2 separate regions of the Sus scrofa genome follow, and region 1 is linked to region 2. The links are chromatin contacts, called in public promoter capture Hi-C maps. All regions are on one chromosome and are shown on one strand. Each heading gives the region's core, a stretch centred on a gene start, on an enhancer-like site or on the middle of the called end of the contact. The rest is flanking DNA. Distances are from core to core; before and after follow the strand shown. Region 1 has its middle 32 kb from the start of TIMM21. Region 2 holds the start of CNDP2 (carnosine dipeptidase 2).

Evidence for each region. Promoter capture Hi-C pulls out the DNA fragments that hold promoters and counts their contacts.
Region 1: a promoter capture Hi-C map of fetal liver shows a contact between it and region 2, with 5 times the contacts expected there. The contact joins the enhancer-like site here to the promoter of CNDP2 in region 2. A contact is called at or near these places in 5 of 5 promoter capture datasets (fetal liver, fetal skeletal muscle, liver and 1 more), 18 of 47 Hi-C or Micro-C datasets (brain, embryonic fibroblasts, epiblast stem cells and 11 more) and 2 of 2 datasets of contacts at active chromatin or transcription factors (alveolar macrophages and skeletal muscle).

The regions. Positions count from the first base shown.
Region 1 is chr1:149,821,501-149,826,931 of Sscrofa11.1, reverse strand. No RefSeq gene overlaps it. Among named protein-coding and RNA genes, the nearest start is that of TIMM21, 32 kb to the left of the region's middle. Within about 2 kb of position 3,676, at least 7 of the 83 cell types and tissues checked have an H3K27ac peak or open chromatin away from gene starts, as enhancers often do. A contact at or near this core is called in fetal liver and liver, where this site is marked.
Region 2 is chr1:149,582,340-149,587,805 of Sscrofa11.1, reverse strand. CNDP2 (carnosine dipeptidase 2) reads left to right here and starts at 3,487. Exons shown (of 12, transcript NM_001243707.1): 1 at 3,487-3,527.

The DNA of each region.
Region 1 (5,431 bases), core at 2,427-4,926, 240 kb before region 2:
GCTGGGTTTGGGTCTACATGAACTCACACAGCATGGTTACTGAGTTGTGGGGGTGTGAAATTAATCCTGAGGGGCAACCACAATTTGCCACTTTCCCATCCAATTATTTTTCCACTGAATATCAGAACTGCATGTGGCATGTGGGGTCTACAGTCTTCCATCCTGCCTTCGTGGGCAACAGTCAGCAAGAATGGGAACCACACAAAGATTGATATGGTATTTGCACTGTGTTGGTGTCCCCCCCAAATTCCTGTCCAGTTGGAACCTCAGCATGTGATCTTATTTGTAAATAGATCTTTGCAGTTATAATTAGTTAAGTCATCCAGAGGTCATACTGAATGATTCATGTCCTTATAGAGACAGAGGAGGACACAAAGGCACAGAGAGAAATGATCATGTGAAGATGGAGGCAGGGTTGAAAGTTAATTAGGTGCCAGCTGAGGAACACCAAGGTACACCTGGAACCACCAGAACCTGCAGGAGGCAAGGAAGGATCCTTCCCAGAGCCCCCAGTGGCAGCATGGCCCTAACACCCTAGCTTCAGACCTCCTGCCTCCAGAACTGAGAGGAGAACCTGCTGTTTTAAGCCACCATGTCTGTGGTCATTTGTAGTGGTTGCCCTAGAAACTAACACAGTATTTATCATAGGAATAGTTTATCAATTAGGATTGTGTTCAGGTGCAAGTAATAACTCTAAAAACGTGGCTTAAACAAGGTTATTTTTCATATGTAAGGAGTTTATAGGTCAACAAGCAGGAATAACCCCAGTGTTTCTAGCTGCCTTTGTGGACCCAAGGTCCTTCAGTCTGTCTGCTCCATCTTCTTAACCATGAGACACATGATGGCCCCAGGCAGAGGGGAAGCAGAAGAGCCTTGTCCTTAAAAAGCCTCTTTTTATTTGGAAAGAGGTGCCTTTAGCAGCGGCTTCTGCCTGTATCTCCTTAAACCAGAACTGGGTCACATGTTCACTCTGTTTGCACAAGGATCTAGGAAACTGAATATTTTAATAGAGGCCCCAAGGGCATCATTAACCGCGTCATAGAAAGCTCCCCTTGGTTGGGTGAAATTTCACTCAGGTCAAAGCAGGAAACCCTATGTTGGAAATTGAGTTGGTTGGAATATTGGGCAGCTAACAAATCTTATAACTGAGTGTGGTTCCAGATTCTCTTTGGCTGCTAGGAAGCTTAGGGCTAAATCTGAGACTCATTTAATCATTTTCAGAGGATCAATTAGTACTCGTTTCTGTGTGCTAATGTTACCTGCTTGCTTTTAATAATTCCCTTTTGGCTAGACTATATTCAATGACTTATGTTGACCTTTGGTAGTATATGTATTTTTATAAACGGACTCAAGTCCTTCATCAAATGATACAAAGGGGAGAAACAGATAGGCAAAGCTAAGGCTAACAGAATTTGGGGATAGAAATAATGAGTCCCATTTTGGCTGTATTAAGTTTCGAAATAACTATGGGGTATCTAGGTGGAAATATTGAATAAAGAATATAGACTGGCTGAATATTTGGAAAATGCTTTCTTCCAAAAAGATTTGGAAAAGACGTATAAATATTGATGCCATAGGAGTGGCTAAGACTATTAATGGAACTGGTAGAATGAAAAGAGAAAAAAAAATTTTTTTTTTTAAAAAAGGACAAAGTGCTATAAATAGTTAGCATGAGATACTTGATGACTTGGGGCTTCTCTCTGGATTCAAGAAATACCTGCTTGCACTGCCCGAGGGTAAGTAGGTTTCTGTCCAAAGTAGATAGTCTGGCACTACCTGTCTCACAGCTATAACTATTTGGCTCTTATTTTATCAGTGTCCTTTAACTCTTACAGTCGTTCTCACTCCCCACCTCAAAACAGACAGGAGGAAATCAATATCAAGTTATTTAGCATCACTGTACAAGCCCTTTAAGAGTGACTAATTGAAATACAGTCCAATCAAGCAAAAAGGTAAAACCGTGTCCATAAGATAAGCCATATTCCATCTGCATCTGGAACAGCCCTCCTAACAATCCTGGGACTTGGACAATCATTCCATTTATGGTGACCTACTGGTAAACTTTGAAATTATACGTAGGTGGTTTTTAAAAAGAAATATATGTCTGATTGCTGCTCTCACATTGCTCCCCTTTGTGTGTGCACATGTGCATACGTGTGTGTGTGTGTGTGTGCATGTGTGTGTTTGTGTTTCCATCTTGTTCACTGAGAACTCTGGCAGACAACATTGATGCCTGCCCACAAACCCCACACTCACCAGTGTGGTGTCATCGCCTTGTATTACCTGCCAGCACCTGTAGATGTTGGCAAACCATGACAACACCCCAACCTCCACCATTCGGAAAGGATTCATTTTCTATGGTTGCCATAACAAATTTCCACAAACCTAATGACTTAAAACAGCACAGATCTATTATCTGACATTCTGTGGGTCATCAGTCCAACATGGTTCTTACCTGGTGAACATCAGGTGTCAGCAGGGCCATGATCCTTCCTGTGGGCTCTAGGGAGAAGCTGTTCTCTTGCTCATTTGATTGTAGGCAAATTCAATTCCTTGAGGTTGTAGGACGAAAGTCACTCTTTTTTACTGCTTGTCATTGGGAGCCATTCCCAGCTTAGTCTAGGGGCCTCTCCCATCCCATGACTGACTCCTGGTCCCCATCCTCCGTCTTCAAATTCAGCATTAATGGAGTGGGCCTCATCCCTCTCTCACCCCAATCTCTCCTCTGTCCCACCCAGCCTGCAAGGATTCTTCACGCTTAAGTTCCCACCTGATGAGCTTCGCCCAATGTCATGCGGCTAGTAAGTAGCAGCATCTGGTGAAACCCAGGTGTCTCAGCTTCAGAGGTGGGCCCTCAGCCACTCGAAGACATTGCTTCTTAACAAAAGCCAGCAATGAGAAAGCAGTGCCTAGCCGAGCCGCACTGGAGGCTGACAGGGAAAGAAAAATCAGTTCTACTGTCCCTGTCTTTACCTAACACATTGACATTTTATTTGTCATGGGTATTTTGCATTAATTTTGAGTTTCAAAATATTTCATTAAAATGTTATCTTGATTACTGCGTTTGTGGCACACATATCCCCAAAAGTGTGTGCTGTAGGTAAGGGCCTCCCCCTCCTCACCTCCTCCCTGGGCCCTAAGGGAAAGGAACACACTGCTGATTGCCCTTTGTGAACACAAGTACACTGACAGCTTTCCCAGATCCAGAATGATTAACCGCTTAAAAAGAGCAATTTCACATAATGGAAATTGGGAAATGGAAACAAAGCTGTCCGTCTATAATATTCTGAAACATACAGCGCAATGACTGTTACCCTTATCTTTCCAGTCGGCCCAGCGCAGACGTGAGAAAAGCAGGTAGAGAAGACAGGACTCACTTCCCTCTGTATTGGGCTGTGTTTAACTTTCAGGAAGTGGCACCAATATGCTCAGAATTCTATTTGCTCAAAAGAGGTTACTCTAGCTTTTGCTTCCCAGGCACCTAAGACTTTAGGGTCTTTGTTTCTTAGTTTTTTAAACAGAGGGAGGGTAACAGGGAGTCCCATAAAAGGCCAAGCTCCTGTTGAAGTAGATCACACCTTTGCTGCTGGAAAATTTTGGCTTCCTGGGTTCTGTTCTGCCCCACTTCTCTCTGATCAGTCATCTTAAGGGAGGTTTCCTGAGACCAGAACGGATGCTTTGACCCTTTGCGGCCACCAGAGGGCCACGGACACCCGCTAAAATGAATTTCAGTTCATGAAATTCAGTAAATTGGTACTTAACCCTATAAAGGCATTCTGTTAAGGCAATTGTTTCTTTACATAGTCTTTTAAAGATTTGGTCTCTTTAGTATTCATTCTATATATAGTATTCATTTCAATCGCAAGATCCCCTAGGAAATCCAATTAAATTTAAAGTACAAAGTTATTCACACAGCTTCCATGAATTCAGCAGATATTTAAACGCTGCAGCGTGTATTCTGTAAAAGTCTGTGCTGGACATTGAGGCCACTAAGCTGAGCAAGAGTTAATCCTTGTCTTCAAGAATAGATGAGGAGTTCCCGTCGTGGTGCAGTGGTTAACGAATCCGACTAGGAACCATGAGGTTGTGGGTTCGATCCCTGCCCTTGCTCAGTGGGTTGACGATCCGGCGTTGCCGTGAGCTGTGGTGTAGGTTGCAGACGCGGCTCGGATCCCACGTTGCTGTGGCTCTGGCATAGGCCGGTGGCTACATCTCCCATTCGACCCCTAGCCTGGGAACCTCCATAGCCGCTGGAGCAGCCCAAGAAATAGCAAAAAGACAAAAAAAAAAAAAAGAATAGATGAGGAGTTCCCATCGTGGCACAGCGGAAACGAATCCTACTAGGAACCATGAGGTTGCGGGTTCGATCCCTGGCTTTGCTCCGGGGGTTAAGGATCCGGCATTGCCTACACCTCCAGTGTAGGTCACAGATGCGTCTCCGATATGGCGTGGCTGTGGCTGTGGTGTAGGCCGGCAGCTGTAGCTCCAATTGGACCCCTAGCCTGGGAACCTCTATATGCCCCAGTGTGGCCCTAAGAAGCCAAAAAAAGAAAAGAAAAGAAAAGGAAAGAAAGAGAGAGAGAGAGAGAGAAAGAAGAGATGACTTAGAATAGTAAGAAAGAAAGAAAGAAAGAAAGAAAAGAAAGAAAGAAAGAAAGAAAGAAGAAAGAAATAGATGACTTAGAATAGTAAAAAATTCACAGTGGGAGTGTGAACTATGACCCGATATAAAACAGCAGGCCATTTCTTGTTCGGAGTGAGGCAACCTGTACACTATTGTTGTGTTTATTACTTGAGAGTTAGGGGTGATTTTCTTGTGTTTATTGCTTGAGAGTTAGGGATTCCAAAATCACCCCCACACTCTCTCAAGAGATTTGTTCACCATTGGAATTTATTACAGAAAACAAACAAATGAAAAACCAGGGTCATCCCAAGACCTGACCGCACTAGAGAGCTAAAGGAACCTATCAAACACTGTAAGAAACTTCACTTTGTGAAACCCTTTAAAAGTTATTTTTAATTTTAGAAAAGGCAAAAACAAAATATATTTTCTCCAAAAGCCATGCCATGTAGTCTGACGGGGACCCTCCCTCTGCTCCTGCTTTAAGAAGCCAGAGGGATCCGGTCAGGCTGGTGTCATGGTATGTGTCCTGTGTGGTGAAGGAGACATGTCTTCTCTTCTCTTTGGCACAACAAGGAGGTGACAGAATCATTAAATGAAATGTTTGCTAGTCCAAAAGTCAGGATGCTGCCCTTCGTCCCCCTGCCCTGGGCCCCAAGCCAGCTCAGATCAGAGAGCAGACATGGGACTTCTGAGCCCAGAGGCCTTGGTTCAGCCGCTCTGACCTGGGAGCTCCCAGGACAGTAAACCCAGGGCAGAGTCACCTGGGTGCAGAGACCCATCTGGAAAACCACATCTGACCGATTGTGG
Region 2 (5,466 bases), core at 2,238-4,737:
CTAAAGGGAGGTGACTTCAATTTCATTTCAGACTAAATCTAAACATTTCGTTCAAGGGTACCTGATAATGTAAAACCAATTTTTAGGCTCTTTAAACTGCTGTCACCGGAGTTCCCTGGTGGCTCATCAGGGTAAGGATTTGGCATTGTCACTGCTGTGGCTTGGGACACTGCTGTCGAGCAGGTTCTATCCCCGGCCCAGGAACCCACAAAAATTAAAAAATAAAAAATAAACAGCTGTCAAGTATCCATGTAGTAACAGGTCATAGGCTCTCAAAATCTAGAAAATTGGGGGGAGGGGGCTTTTTTCTCCTTCTGTCCAAGGACTGTGTATATGGCAGAAACTGTGGTTTGTATTCACATTTTGCCAGGGGAAAGGGGATGGGTGGGGTGGGGGAAGTCATACTTTTTTGCCTTGGATGCAGTCGCCAAGGTGTTAGATTTATTTATGTACATTTATCACTTTCAAAAATAGAATTTTATGCATTTATTCAGAAGCCCAGAGAGTGCCACACAGACCTTCACAACCTAACACTCTGGGAAAGTGTTCTGAAAGTTGCAGTTGTGTTGCACAAACTGTAACAGAATGGGTTGCAAGTCCCGAATGAGCCTAGTGCCCAGCGCACAGTAGGTGCTCACTAAGAACTGGGAGAGTGTGTGGACGGTGAATGTATATGCAAAGCTATTCTTTCTTTTGTCCTTTCCTCTGCTGCCTCAGATTGTCCTCTTGAACAAGGTGTATCTTATGCGTGTAGTGACCTGGGAGAAGAGTCACAATGCTCTGCCTCCCCGTTCCACAACCCTGCACATCCGGCTTCCAGCATCAGCAGCAAAGTGATACATACAGTAAATTATATACAGAGTACATTGAATACTTGTCTTACTCATCCTCTGAGGCTGGAGAGCAGGCCAAGCAGGGCCCCCTTTCACAGTCAAGTTGCCCCGTCCTTAGTCAAGCCTAGACCATGCCTGTCTCTGGGGTTCCTGCAGCACCTAGCACCCGCTGAGCTATGATGTCGACCCCTTGGCCAGCTCAGGTGCCACCCAAGGGAACTGACTCAGAGGCAGGAGAGGTAGGAACCTGGCCAGGCCTTCTGCCCTGCAGGTGAACTGATTCCAAATGGTGGCTTACTAAACCAACTGTTCTCTCTTTGGGGAAATTTCAACTTGAGACAAATTTCAACTTGAGCAGAAAGTGGAAGCAGACTCATGGAGGACACAAAACAGGCACCAATGCTGTGGACTCCCCAGGTGACAGTGAGTCATCTGAGGGAACACTGGCCCTCGAGGCACCCAGCTGTCCCTGGGCACCTCTACCAAGCCCCTGCGTGCTTCCCTCTCTCCCTGGGATCTAAGAGCCTAACTGGGGGCTCAGAAGACACACTGGCTATGGTCCTTACCCTGGAGCAAAGTGTAACCTGTGAGGAATCAGGTTTGTGGCTAGGGAGCAATCTGCAAAGCATCCTTTACTCAAGAAGGAATGGATTGCAGTGCCGCCTGCTGGAGATATTCAGATGCGCACCCTTGGGTTTAAATATGAGCCGCTTTGTAAGGCAGGGGTCTTCAGACAGAAATAGCCAGGGGCAGAAGACTTTTAAAGAAGGATCCAAAAGTTTTAAGATCACCAATTCCAGCTGCCCAAATTTCACATCTATTCACAGAGTCTTCATGAATGGGGTTAGTGTCCTTACAAAAGAGACCCCAGAGAACTTTCTGCTTATGTTGAAAAGACCACCCCCATCTATGAGAAGCTAGCTCACTGAATCTGGTAGCAGCTTGATCTTGGACTTCCAGCCTCCAGATCAGAAGAAACAAATTTCTGTTGTTTATAAGCTACTCAGTTTTTGGTATTTTTGTCATAGCAGCCTGAAGAGATCAAGATACTCAATGCCAGGCATGTTCTAAGTTCTGTACTAATTCTTTAAAAGCCAAAATTCTCCAAACGAAAGGGCAATTTGAAATACAATTTGAAAGTATGCTATTAGAGAATGCCTCCTTACTCAAGGCCACCTGTCTGTTGCATATTTTGCTTTCTTTCAAGGGCAGGAGGTAGAAAGTTCCATCTGCTGACAATTAACATTATATTTTCAAATATAAGGGTTCTACATCAAGATAAAAATTTGCATTTTCTTAACTTTTATTCAGATTTGCAGGAGAAATATTTTCATTAACGTTTCTCAAATGATTATTAGGTACTGTAAATGCATATTCAGTTTTAATTTTATCTTTTATTAAAGTATATTGATTTACAATGTTGTGGGCATATTCACTTTTTACTTGTACCCAAGCTTCCTCTTTGCTCTTATTTAGTACCACCACATACCCGTAAAATTTTAATAAACAGGTAATGTGTTACAGATTTTACTCTAAATCACTTTTTGCCATGTTTTTCACCAAATTCAGTCTCATTCCATCAAGAATCTCATTTATAGATAGCCGAACTAATTTTTTTAAAGCCTAATAGATTTGAGTGAAGGATATATGTCCAATAAATTCAAATTACTTACAAAAGTGTATAATATATGTAGGTGGTTTTTAATCAATCATGTACTACTAATAATTGTAATAAGAATTTAATCTAGAAGAGAAAAAAATTAACAGAATTTTCTAGTTACAGGAAAGTAAATACTGATTTAAATTTTTATACATATTGTACAAATGTATAAAAGTATAACAGTATCATTAATAGTATCAAGTATAAATGATATTTAATGATTTATAAATGAAATGCTGCAATTAAAAAAAATTCTGCAACGGATATTGATGAAAACAGAATTTCAAGGGAAAAACAAACCATGTAAAAATTTAAGTAATCTTATTTAAAAATATTTACAGGATGTGAGGAACTACATCCATTCCAACTATAAAATTGTCATTAAAACTACAACAACAACATAGAATATGGGAAGGGTAAAATCTTTCCCAAATTTTTTGGGTGATGCTCTAAAGGAGATAATCACACCCTCGGAGAAATAGTAGACGCTCAATAAGTAAATGGTGGGTCTACTTTCTTCATTAATTCCTAGGATTACTGGATCTAAATACTAAAATAATTCCTCTTAGTAACGGTGAAGGCTTGGTGAACAAAGTGCCAAAGATACGTGAAACGGAAACCTGTGTGACCAGGAAAACATGCTTCAGGAACCCGCGGGAATGGGGACTCTGGGTAGGGGGGTGTGGGCACCTCAATCCCGGACCACTTCACACAAAACACTACCTCTCCAACCCCACGGTTGAGGCAAAAGGCGGAAGACCAAAGTAGATCGCCGCCGGGCTCGCGCTTTTAAGCCCTGGCCTCCCAGGTCTCAGCCTCGCCTCCTGCCGGCGCCGCGCTCCGAACAGCGGAGGGCGGGGCGGCGCAGTTTCCGGCCAGGTCCGGGATTGGCGGACTGCACGGCGGCGAGGCGGGGATACGCCAGTGCTCCGGTCGAGGTCTGGGATTGGTGGATGGGGCGGCTGCGGGGCGGGCCCGCACAGGGGGCGTGACCGAGACACGTGGTGCGGAACCCGAGCTGTAGCAGCTGGCTGGTGAGCGGCCTTCCCGGGGAAGGAGGTCCCTGTGGACAGGGAGGTTCCTGCAGGCGGCGGGAGCAGGGCCGAGGCCGGGAGCGTGGGGTCCAGGCCGCCTCCCGGCAGGCAGGGGAGACCGGTCGCTGCGCGGCGGGCCAGGGACCAGGCCAGCTCTGAGGGGCCTGTGGCCGGCCCTGACGGGAGAAGAGGGCGTCCACTCAGAATGCGGCCCGCTCCAGTCAGAATGGGGTCCGGGGCGGCGGCGGGGAGGACGCACACTGACCCGCCTGTGAGCAACCCCTCCCCACCCCCGCCCTCCGCAACAGTGAGGCCCGCAGAAAACTAAAGCCTGTCTCTCGGCTGCAGAGACCTTTGGCGGAGGCCTGAGGTTGGTGTTGCAGGACGGCCTGCGCTCAGGGTCGGAGGCCCGGGGTCAGGGTCTCCACCCTCACTTAAGGCTGGGAGGTTGCACGTGGCTGCCCTGAGGCAGTCTCCGGGAGTGATGCTTGGTCCTGCGTCGGCCTGTCCTGAGTCCTTGGGCCTCCGACCCGCCCTCGCCCGCGCGGGAACCTGGTGCTGACTCAGCGACCCGGCGGAGATTTTATTTATGCCTTTGTCATCCCTGGTGTTTGCAGGGAGGGGTGGTGAGGAATAATTTTGTAGAACTGTATGTTTGGGATTAAAGTTCTAGATTGAGCAAATCAGAGGTTCCTACTCCTGTTGCAGTGGTTTTTACACAGAGCTGAAGCCCTCATTCAAGAGTCCCTTTACTTTTGCATGTGCCTTGAATTAAGGAGGTCAGGATGGAGCCTCAGAACTGAAAGAATCTTTGTAGGGATTGCTGGGTGGTTCCAGGTGGTACCACCAGCCCTTCTTCCCCTCACTGGAGTTTCAGTGTTGAAGTTACTTTACTCCCCAGGAACCTTAGATTCCAAGAAGGGAGTGAGGCTGGTGTTTACTTCCAGACAATAGGGTTTGCTTTTGTTCACTCCAACTCAATGCTTTTACCCTAATAAATGGGGTTCACCAGGGCATATAAAAGTGGTCCCCATTTAGAGTTCCCTCCTGGCTCAGCAGGTTAAGTATCTGGCGTTGTTACTGCTGTGGCTCAAGTCATTGCTGTGGTGGGGATTCTGGGAGCTTCTGCATGTCATGGTGCAAGTCCCCCCACCTTAGCCCCCCAGAAAAAAGTAGTCCGTTGTAATGGCTTTGGTACTGGCCAGTTGGTGAAACAGGAATAACTGTGCATGGGAGGGAGAAAGGGGCTCTGGCCTAACCTCTCTGACCCAGTTAGCAGTTCAGAGATGTTGTTTTTCCACCTGGTGAGGTGGCAGGAAGAGCTGAATAATCCAGTCTCTGTTTACTCTCCTTTGGTTAAAGATTCAACTTAGATAGCTATATATTTGACTTTAGCTGGAAGGCGATTGGTTAACTGGGCTGCAAAAAGCATAATGCTAATGAGAATATATCACAGTGAGCATGGAATTTGTGCTGTGTAATGACCAGGAACTCAAATGAAGAGTATCTGGTGTAGCATACTGTTCTGCTAAATAGGTTTTCCTTTATGATTGAAAATCTGACTTCTATGCAGTGTATGCATTTATGAACCTTGTCTTCCAAAAGGCTGAAACAATCTGAGTTGGCAGGGAGATATTTAACTGTTTCATGCTCTGTTGTGGTTGTTGGAAGAGGATTGCCTTTACTAAACTCAAGCTGCACATCCTTGATCTGTTGAGCAGCTACCAAGCTTACTATCTCAGTGGACAAAGTCTGTCCTCTGTTTAGAAGTCACTTCAGAATCCTCTACCAAGAAGAAAATTCTCTGTAATTCGGTGTGTCCATACACAGCCACTTCTCTGGTGTCCCACTTCAGAGCTACATGGATGTGGTAGGGTCTTGTGACTCCACAGCTGCAGTTGTGAAATTCTTCCTGTCCCTGCAGTGCTGAATTTGCTCT